Linked DNA regions of Cricetulus griseus: region 1 is linked to region 2. The links are chromatin contacts, called in public Micro-C maps. All regions are on one chromosome and are shown on one strand. The core of a region is the stretch at or near the end of the contact, and the rest is flanking DNA. Distances in the headings are between cores, read along the strand shown. Region 1 holds the start of Vamp1 (vesicle-associated membrane protein 1). Region 2 has its middle 20 kb from the start of Cd27.

The links. Hi-C and Micro-C count contacts between places; a contact is called where the count stands out from the background.
Region 1: a contact with region 2 is called in a Micro-C map of the CHO-K1 cell line, with 4 times the contacts expected there. The contact joins the promoter of Vamp1 here to the enhancer-like site in region 2. A contact is called at or near these places in 6 of 8 Hi-C or Micro-C datasets (the CHL-YN cell line, the CHO-K1 cell line, the CHO-S cell line and 2 more).

Annotation. Positions count from the first base shown.
Region 1 is chr8:21,212,390-21,217,366 of CriGri-PICRH-1.0, forward strand. It overlaps Vamp1 (vesicle-associated membrane protein 1), which reads right to left and starts at 1,499. Exons shown (of 5, transcript XM_027428314.2): 1 at 1,341-1,499. The coding sequence starts at 1,342.
Region 2 is chr8:21,166,381-21,171,084 of CriGri-PICRH-1.0, forward strand. No RefSeq gene overlaps it. Among named protein-coding and RNA genes, the nearest start is that of Cd27, 20 kb to the right of the region's middle. Within about 2 kb of position 3,396, at least 3 of the 6 cell types and tissues checked have open chromatin away from gene starts, as enhancers often do. A contact at or near this core is called in the CHO-K1 cell line, where this site is marked.

The DNA.
Region 1 (4,977 bases), core at 249-2,748, 44 kb after region 2:
GATTAAGGTCAGAGACCTCGTGATTCCCCGCTAGCCATTATGTTTTCTATACCCCCTTCCAGTCATCACACCACCTGGAGTGAGTCAGCTAAGAAGGACCCCCTCCCCAAGTAAAAACAGCTGGCGTCTATGGGCTCACCAAAAACGCAGAATGTTAAAGCCACCGAACCCCAAGAGATAAGATGGAATGTCTGTGAGCTTTTAGAGGGTTCGCTTCACTTACTACTTGTTGGGAGCTAGAAACACCCACGTTAACCTATTCAGGGCGTTACAATCCTTATGTAATACAGGTAAATCCTTCTTAAAAAAAAAAACAAATCATCAAGAGAAGCAACACAAGCTGAGTGTGGTGGCGCACACCTTTAATCCCAGAGCTTGGGAGGCAGGGGCAGGCAGATCTCCGAGTTCTAGGTTAGCCTGGTCTATAGAGGGAGTTCTGGGACAGCCAGGGCTACACAGAGAAAGGCAAACAAGGGAGGGGGGAGGAAGGGAGAGGTGAGAGAGGGAAGGGGAGAGGGGGAGAGGAGGAGGGAGAGAGAGAGAGAGAGTGCACACACACACACACACACACACACACACACAAACACACACACAAATACATCTAGCACCAGTCAAGAGATTCCAGCAATAAATGGAAAGAAAATCCTTATTGTGTGTATGTGATCATGAAGAGAAGTTCTTAATTTATCTAGCCACAGATCTGCAGAAGCGGGTGGTGCTGAAGACAGCTAAGACTAAACTATGTATTTTAGATAAAATGAAGATTTCCCTGTTCTCCCTATTTCTCCTCCAATACTAGGCTAGGACTAGATCACTGGAAAGCACCTTAGCATAAACGGCTGCATAGGATCTCATGCCACTGTCCCCTGAGACTCTGAGCTGCTCACACGGCGCCACAGAACTAGCAAGTAAGTTTCTGCAGCTTTGCGCACAGCCATGAGGCAGGTACATCACACTTTGGGTGAGGGGCATGCACAAACCCGAGTTACGAACGGACAAGGCACCTATAAAAGTCTTCCCAAAGGTTTTAAGAGAGAGACTCTGTCTGTATCTATATCTCCCCCACGTCTTCCCCTATGGGCTTCCACGATACAAAGATGAGAGGAGAGGATGCAATGAACGTGGGACCCCCCGCCCTGCAGAGGAGTGCCAACTGCAGCTGGTGCGGGATGGAGCGCTGCCCGCATCCCGGGGTGGCCCAGTCTGGGGGCGGCGTGAGCTGGTGGTTCCCGGCGTCGCTGCAGCTGCTGCAATGCGCCATTTTCCGTCCCGCAGAGTTGGACACTGCGGAGGGACAGTCGGTAGGAGGTGTCGAGGACCCTAGGCCAGAGTCAACTCACATTTTTCTGACAGAGGAAGCGGAGGTCCGTCTCTCTCTGGAGAATGCAACGGCAACGAGACAGACGGGGAGACGCTGCGGATGAAGCAGACGGAACTGCCGAGCTCCGCCTCACACGCACCACCCGGAACTCTAACTGCAGTGGGACCTACTGCAGGTGCGGCGCCGACTCCCGACTTTATTAGCAGTGGCCCCGCCTCTCGGATGACGTTAAAGTCTCTAGGTCCAATCCACGCGGGTCATGCCCTTCTGGCCCCGCCTCTACAACTATACCAATCACAGTTCTCCTCTCATTCATTCCTACTCCTTCACTGGCCAATACAATAGTGGTTTGTTTGATGTCCAGCTCAGACTCTGCCAGCCAATCGCTGAGCTGGAGGCTCCTGCCACTCTTACTTGCCCACAGCATCTGGCGAAGGGAAACCCAGGTGACCTGACGCTGGAATCTTGGGGGCTGCGGTGGTGGTTCAGCAGTGTGTGCATTTTCATGGCACCCTGGCTAGACGAACGCCCCCTCACTCTCCCTGCCTGAGAACGTAAGGCTAGGTGTCTTTCAGGAAAGCCTCTACTAAATTAAACTTCGTCCCTAAACTGCGACTTCTAGGTTAGCACAGCGACTTAATTAAACCAGTCCAGATATCTGAACTAAATTAGACTTCCCTATTTTCGTGGGGTTTTTATTTTGTATTTTTGATATTTTTCCCTTTCTTTTTCTTCTCCTTTTTTTAAAGATTTTTTCACTTATTTTATGGTGCAAATTTTTGCCTGCATGTATGCATGCCTAGTGTCCTTGGAGACCAGAAGAGGACTTAACCTCTGGAACTTTTATTACAGATGGTTTTGAGTGCATGTAAGTGCTGGGAACCGAACCCTGTGTCAAAGCAGTATGTTCTCAACCGCTGAGCCGTCTCTCTTCCCACCCACTTCCTTTTTACCCCACCTCCAAAAATTTATTAAGCATAATAGATTTTTTCCCTTTGTTTTTGTTTTGACTTGGTTTGGTTTTTGAGACGGTTTCTCTCTGTAGTCCTGGCTATCTTGGAACTCCATCTGTAGACCAGGCTGGCCTCGAACTCACCAAGATCCACCTGCCTCTGCCTCCCAAATGCTGGGATTAAAGGTGTGTGCCACCATGGCCAGGGCGATTTTTCCTTCTTAATATATAAAGAATTCTCTTCTTCTCCCTATAGTATCCCTTTCCTAGACACCTTTACAGATCAACATTATATGCCTCACATCTTAAAAAGCAATTATAAATGTGATGCATTTTCTTAGCCTTAGAAATTTTATTTTGCATTTATTGAAAGCTTGAGTTTGTCTGCAGTGTAAATTCTTATCTCGACCTTGGGCATTCATACAAAGGAAAATAGAAAATGTTAACATAACAATGGAACACGACAACTTCACATTCAGAGGCTTTTTATTTTTTTAACTGAGGCTCTTGTAGTCCATGCTGGTTTCAAACATGATTTGTAGCCAAGAATGACCTTGAAATTCTGGTCCTCCTACTTCCGCTTCCTGAGTGCTGGGACTGCAGACATATACCACCATGCCTGGCTTCTGCAGTGGTTGGGGTCATACTCAGTCCTTTTGCATGGTAGCCAATCACCCTGCCACCTGAGCGACATCCCCATGCCCCAGAGGCTAATTCTCAGTAATTCATATTTTTTACTCAGATGTCCACACGTTAAATCTTTGGTGGTGCAGCATTTCCTAAGAGGCTAAAGATAGCCCTCTCCCCCCTCTGGAATCCTCTTTCAAACCTCTGGCATTCATTTTTCAAGTTCTGATGCTCATGAGCAGGTATGACAAATAAAGTGTGAGTAATACCTGACTAATAGCTACAGCAAAGCATTGCAATTTTATAGATGCCAAAATGACAAAAGAGAGAAAGGAAAAGGGGGACACCCTAGAAACAAGCCTGTGTCCAATCTTGTTACCACGGTACCTATCGAAATACCATAATCACCATACATGACATTTATTTTTCTTTTTAAAAGTCGTTACTTTAAATCCTCTTTGTTTTGTTTATGTTTTTCAAAACAGGGTTTCTCTGTATAGCCCTGGCTGTCCTGAAACTCACTTTGTAAACCAGGCTGGCTTCTAACTCAGAGATCCACCTGCCTCTGCCTTCTGAGTGCTGGCATTAAAGGCATGTGCCACCATGCCTGGCTCTTAGATCTTTTTGCCTCATGGAGGGTATGACCTGGTTTGGTTTTCTGAGATGGATCAGGCCATACTCACACTTCAGCCTTCCAAGTGATGGGATGACACTGACTGGGATTTAAAAATGTGTTCATGAGCTGACAAGAAGTAAACATGGTCCAAAGACCAATGCAAGAGAAAGCTGGTATTCCGAAAGGCAGCTGAACATTGAGCTTGATCATGGGGCCACCTGTAGCACAGGAAACAACCTAAAGGTCTTTCTCAGAGTTGGAAATCTAATATAAAGTCCCTATGTGAAGCTGGAAGCCCTATATTGACAACTAAGTTTCTAGAGTGCTAGTACTCAAGTGCTCTGCAAATGAAATTATTTGAAAACTATGTGCCCACTGAATCAATCTCTCTCTCACTCCCTCCCTTCCCCTCCCTCCTTTTGGATATTTGAATTCATAACCAACCCCAAACTATATTTTTGATACTTTTGCCTGAAATCATTGTTTTACAGGTTTGAAAGCTTTAGCATCTCCCCTTCCTAAAATTAACATGGCAAGAATTTCCAAGTGGTCTGGGGTTGACAGCACTCAGCACCTGCAAGGGTAAGCTCCCTTGCAAGAGAGGCCTTGGGGAATTTCCACAGAGACAGTTCCAAGAGAAATAAATTGTGGTCATATGCTGCAAACAAATCAGGGAAGAAATGCCAAGAATCAGAGAAGCAGAGACGGGAATTAAGGAAATTAAAAAATCATGCCAAGCAGTTCAATGTCTGAGTAATAAAGGATCCAAAAAAAGGAGAAAACAGGATATATGAGAAAAGGAAATGAATGGTTATGGAATTGATTCTAAAATAAATGCAACAAAAACTTCCAGAATTAAACAAACCTTTCCAGACTAAATAGTGGGTTCTATCTACCACAGGGAAAGAAACAGAATCACAACAAAGACGCCTCTTTCTATAATCTCAGAACAAGGGAGAAAAACAGAGAGTCTTAAAATCTTTCAAAAAGAGAATAAAAATGGAACAGGAAAGAAAATGGCATCACAATACTAGAAAACATGGCAGTGGATCTTTTTAAAACAACAATTTGCAGGGGCTAGAGAGATGCTTGGCAGGTAAGAGCACTAGCTACTCTTCCAGAGGATCCAACTTTAGTTCCCAGCACCCACATAGTGCCTCATAACCATCTGGAGTTATAGGGGACCTGACACCCTCTTTTGGCCTTCACAGGCACTGCACACACATGCCCATGGAAGTGAACACACTTCCTAAACATATACATAAAATAAATATTTTTACCTGGGCAAAATGACTATTAATCTAGTATTCTATAACATCTCGGGTATTAATAAAGGTCAGAAGAAACTGGGGCTGAAGTCATATACCTGTGATTTCCCCACATAGGAGAGAATGGACAAGAGGGTCACTTGATGCTAGAAGGTCAAATCAGTACCACCTGCTCTGACTAGATTAGAAGAAA
Region 2 (4,704 bases), core at 2,146-4,645:
CTCAACTAGCTCTTGGTCATGGTGTTTCAACACAGCAACAGAAACACTAACTAGGACTTTGATCCTAAGTTAGAGATGTTTACATGCTGACTGTAAACAATTATAATATTTCAAGGAATTATGATTGCTAAATGTAAATACTTGTTAGACTTACAAGAAGTATTTAAGTATTTAGGGGTTTTTTTCTCATTAGAGTTGGATTCCTAGACTAGTGGTAATATACACTTATAATCACAGCACTGAGGGGGCTGAGACAGGAAGGTCAAGAGTTCAAGGACATCCTAGGCTACACAGTAAGTTGAGGCTAACCTTGGCTATATTGCAAGACTCTGTCTAAAAAGGTATCTGCCCTGTCATGCATCTAAATGCTTAAAAAGAAAACCAAATATAGTTGATGTTAAATTTAGATAAGCAATTTAAAATATTTAAGAGAATCCAATGGACTATATTTATAATGGAGTTTAGACTGTTCAAGTTGAGTTAATAAAAATTTAATTTTAAAAAGGATAAATGGGAACTAAGAATAGTGGCAAGTTATGGCACCAATCAGGGCTACTCATGAGACCCTGTCTCAAAAAAGAAAAAAAAATGATGGGTCTGGAGACATGGCTCAGTGGGTAGGTAAAGTGTTACTAAGCAACCTGACTCCCCAGCACACACATAGGTAGAGCTTTATAATAGAATAATAAGATGTGTAATTTGAACTTAAAAGGCATAAGGAGCACTAGACCTTTGAATTTATTAATAAGCCAATATTTGTTTACAATGTCAGTAGTTGTTCACAGACCATTTTTCTGTACATTCTAACATCAAAACACACAAACAGCTGGGCATGGTGGTGTGAACCAGTGCTTGGGAGGCGGAGACAGGAAGATAAAGAGTGTAAGGCCATTTGGTCTGTGCAGTAAGACCTACATCGCTAGACCACACAGAGACACCTTTGTGGTGATATTTTGTTTCTGATCTAACAAATAAAGCTTGCCTGAAGATCAGAGAAGCAAGCTAGCCACGCTAGTCAGCCATAGAGGGCAGGCAGTGGTAGGACACACCTTTAATCCCAAGAGCCATACTCCTTAGCCTTAGAAGCTATGGGCAGTGGTGGTGCAGGTTTTTAATCCCAGCACTAGAGAGGAATATAAGGGAGATGGAGACAGGAATGCAGGGCAGTCACAATGAGGACAGAATCAACCCTTTTGGTCTTAGCACTGATAGAGGTGAGAACTCTCTAGTGGCTTGGTTTCTTTGCTTCTCTGATCTACAGATTCCCCCCTAACATCTGTCTCTGGGTTTTTATTATTTGCACTACAGACCTTGTCTTAAAAATAAAAATAAAGTAATCAGGGACTACAGAAATGGCTCAGTGATTAAGAGCACTGGCCACTCTTCCAGAGGAGCTGAGTTCAATTCCCAGCACCTATGTGGCAGCTCACAACTGTCTGTAAATCCAGTTCCAGGGGATCTGACACCCTCACACCAATGCACAAAAAATAAAATTAAATATATATATATATTATATTATATATATATATATATATATATGTTTTTAAATCAACACATACTCACAGCATCCTATCTCTTATTCTAGCCCCTTTCCAGTCTGTCACATTCTTTAGCATGGATGTGCTTGTAGTTTCTCAGCCCTGGTTTCACACTGACTATCCTGAGGTCTTCTGAGGTCTCCACACTGCTGATCCTGGGGTCTCCACACAGCTGATCCTGGGGTCGCCACACTTCTAATCTTGGGGTCTTCACACTTCTGATTCTGGGGTCTCCACACTGCTGATCCTGGGGTCTCCACACAACTGATCCTGGGGTCTTCACACAGCTGATCCTGAGGTCTCCACACTTTTGATTCTGGGGTCTCCACACTACCAATCTTGGGGTCTCCACACTGCTAATCTTGGGGTCTCCACACTGCTGATCCTGGGGTCTCCACACAACTGATCCTGGGGTCTTCACACAGCTGATCCTGGGGTCTCCACACTGCTGATCCTGGGGTCTTCACACAGCTGGTCCTGGGGTCTCCACACTGTTGATCCTGGGGTCTCCACACTGCTGATCCTGGGGTCTTCACACAGCTGATCCTGGGGTCTTCACACAGCTGGTCCTGGGGTCTCCACACTGCTGATCCTGGGGTCTCCACACTGCTGATCCTGGGGTCTCCACACAGCTGATCCTGGGGTCTCCACACAGATGATCCTGGGGTCTCCACACAGCTGATCCTGGGGTCTCCACACAGATGATCCTGGGGCCTCCACACAGATGATCCTGGGGTCTCCACACAGATGATCCTGGGGTCTCCACACTGCTGATCCTGAAGTTCCCACTTTACTACTCGGAACTCTAGGAAAGGTGATAGTTTGTCCCATCTGCCTACTCTCTACCTTGTCCTGCTGCGTTCTTTACTATTTCCCTTCCATTCTGAGTGCTCTGCCTCAGGAACCGTGAGTTCTCACACTGCTCTCAGCCCTGGTGGAGAAGGCAGGAGCTGGGGATTCACTGTCCCAGGGCACATTTACCAGCACTGCACCCTGTACTGCCTATTACCTGACACTTGTTCACATCGCCCTACGAGGAGAGCTTCAGCGCCCATCCACCAGTCCACCCGTCCACTCATCCTCCCCTACCTGTTACGGCAGAGACAGACTCATTCACAGATCTTGAGCAATAAGCCCCGCTAACAAGTGATGGAGCCACAGAATGGTCTCAGGGTGGTGCAAACATTTACCTCAAATGGTCCAGTACCCCTTCAAATCTTTGTCATCTCACTGATCCTTGGGTCTCCCCTAGGACCCCCTCTTCAGCCTCCTCTGGCCTCACCTTGCCTGGGTCTATTATTCTCAACATTCCTTTCTAGGCAATATGTGCTCATGAAAATGCCAATTCTGACCTTACTTTTATGTAAAAGAGGTATCAGTTTTGACATGAGCAAAGTACTTGAATGAACATACCTCCAGGCAGTACACACAAAAGGCTGATAAACACAAAATGTGACAGTAACCGGGTATGGTGGCGCACACCTCTATGTCAGCACTTGGGTCATCCTCAGCTCTACAACTGAGTTTGAGGTCAGCCTACCTTACATAAGGCCCTCAAAAAAAAAAAAGAAAAGAAAAAAAAATCACCACAGCTCTTGCCCCCCATGGGAGTGCCTGTCCCTTCAGAAGCAGCTAGCCAAAATCCTGCAGGAATGAAGGGTCAGGGGCGGCAGACAACAAACTCACACTTCCGCCCAAACTTTCCCAGCCTAAGGAGCCACCGGAAGTGATGGCACTGCGGGAACAATTAGTCAGCCGAGTTCCCCTTCAAGTCACAGAATCTAACTCTCCATCTATGACTTCAGATAAGCTACACAACGAAACCCCAGCAACAGCACACAGGCTGTCATGGCAACACACCCACACCCCTCGCTGTCATCCTGCGCTACAGAGACAACATCTGTCCTCTTCAAAGGCAGCATGCAGCCAGGCCCCATGCTGGCATTCACCTGTCATCTCGTCAGTTGGGTGGGAGAGGCAAGGAATTAAAGGTTATCTTCCACTATACTGTCAGACTGGGGCTAACTGAGACTGCAGGAGAACCTCGCTAAATAAATAAATAAACAACATAAGCAAAGGATAACAAAAACAAAATTAGCTGGATATAGTCTCAGATTTATAGTCAGTGCATAGAACATAAAGATGGGAGAATCAGGTGTTCAAGGTCATTCTTAGCTACAAAATCAATCTGAGGCCATCCTGGACTACATGAGACACTGTCTTTAAAATGAATGAATGAATGAATGAATGAATGCAATAAAACCAGGGAGCCGACACAATGGTGCATGACTTTAATCCTAGCACCCAGGAGGCAGAGGAAGGAGGATCCCTGTGAGTTCAAGGTCAGCCTGATCTACAAAGGACAGCCAGGGCTCTGTTACACAGAGCAACTCTATCTCCAAAAATCAAACCAAAATAAAACTAGAGAGAAAATTCCAAATTCTAGTTTTGATAGCATTAGAAAGATTAAAACCTTACCAAGAAACTAATCAAGTAAACTGTAAGACTTACACAGTGAAAGTCATAAAACATTTAAAGGCATTAGTGAGTATTAAAGGAATCAGAAGATTCGGGTGTCCATGGAGTGAAAGACCTGATCGTGTTACAATAGTAATACCACCAAGTTCCACCTGTGTATCCAAGACAATGCCCATGAAAATTCCAGTCACCTCTTTTTGCAGAAATGAAACTAATGCTAAATTCACCTGGCAATTCAAAAGGCACAAAATAGCCAAAAATATTTTGGAGAGGCCAAAAAGCTGGCTCAGCAGATGAAAACATTTGTCCCCAAGGCTGACAACCTGAGTTTGGTCCCTGGGACCCACAACAGTGGAAAGAGAGCATCAGTTTCTGCAAGTTGTCCTCTGACGGCCACACATGTGCCATGAGACATTCAACCCACACCCAAATGAATCAACAAAACAACGTAAAAAAAAAAAAATGTTATTTCACAGAAGAACAAAAGCAGATGACTCATACTTTCTAGCTTCTTTTTCTTTTGTGAAAGATCTCGCTATAGCTCAGGCTGAACTTTAGCTTACAGTAATCCTCCTGCCTCAGCCTCCTAACTGCTGGGATTATATAGGCATGCACTACCACCCCAGTTTCTACTTCATGATGTCAAAACTTACTGTGAAACTAAGGTAACCAGAACTGTAGAACTGAC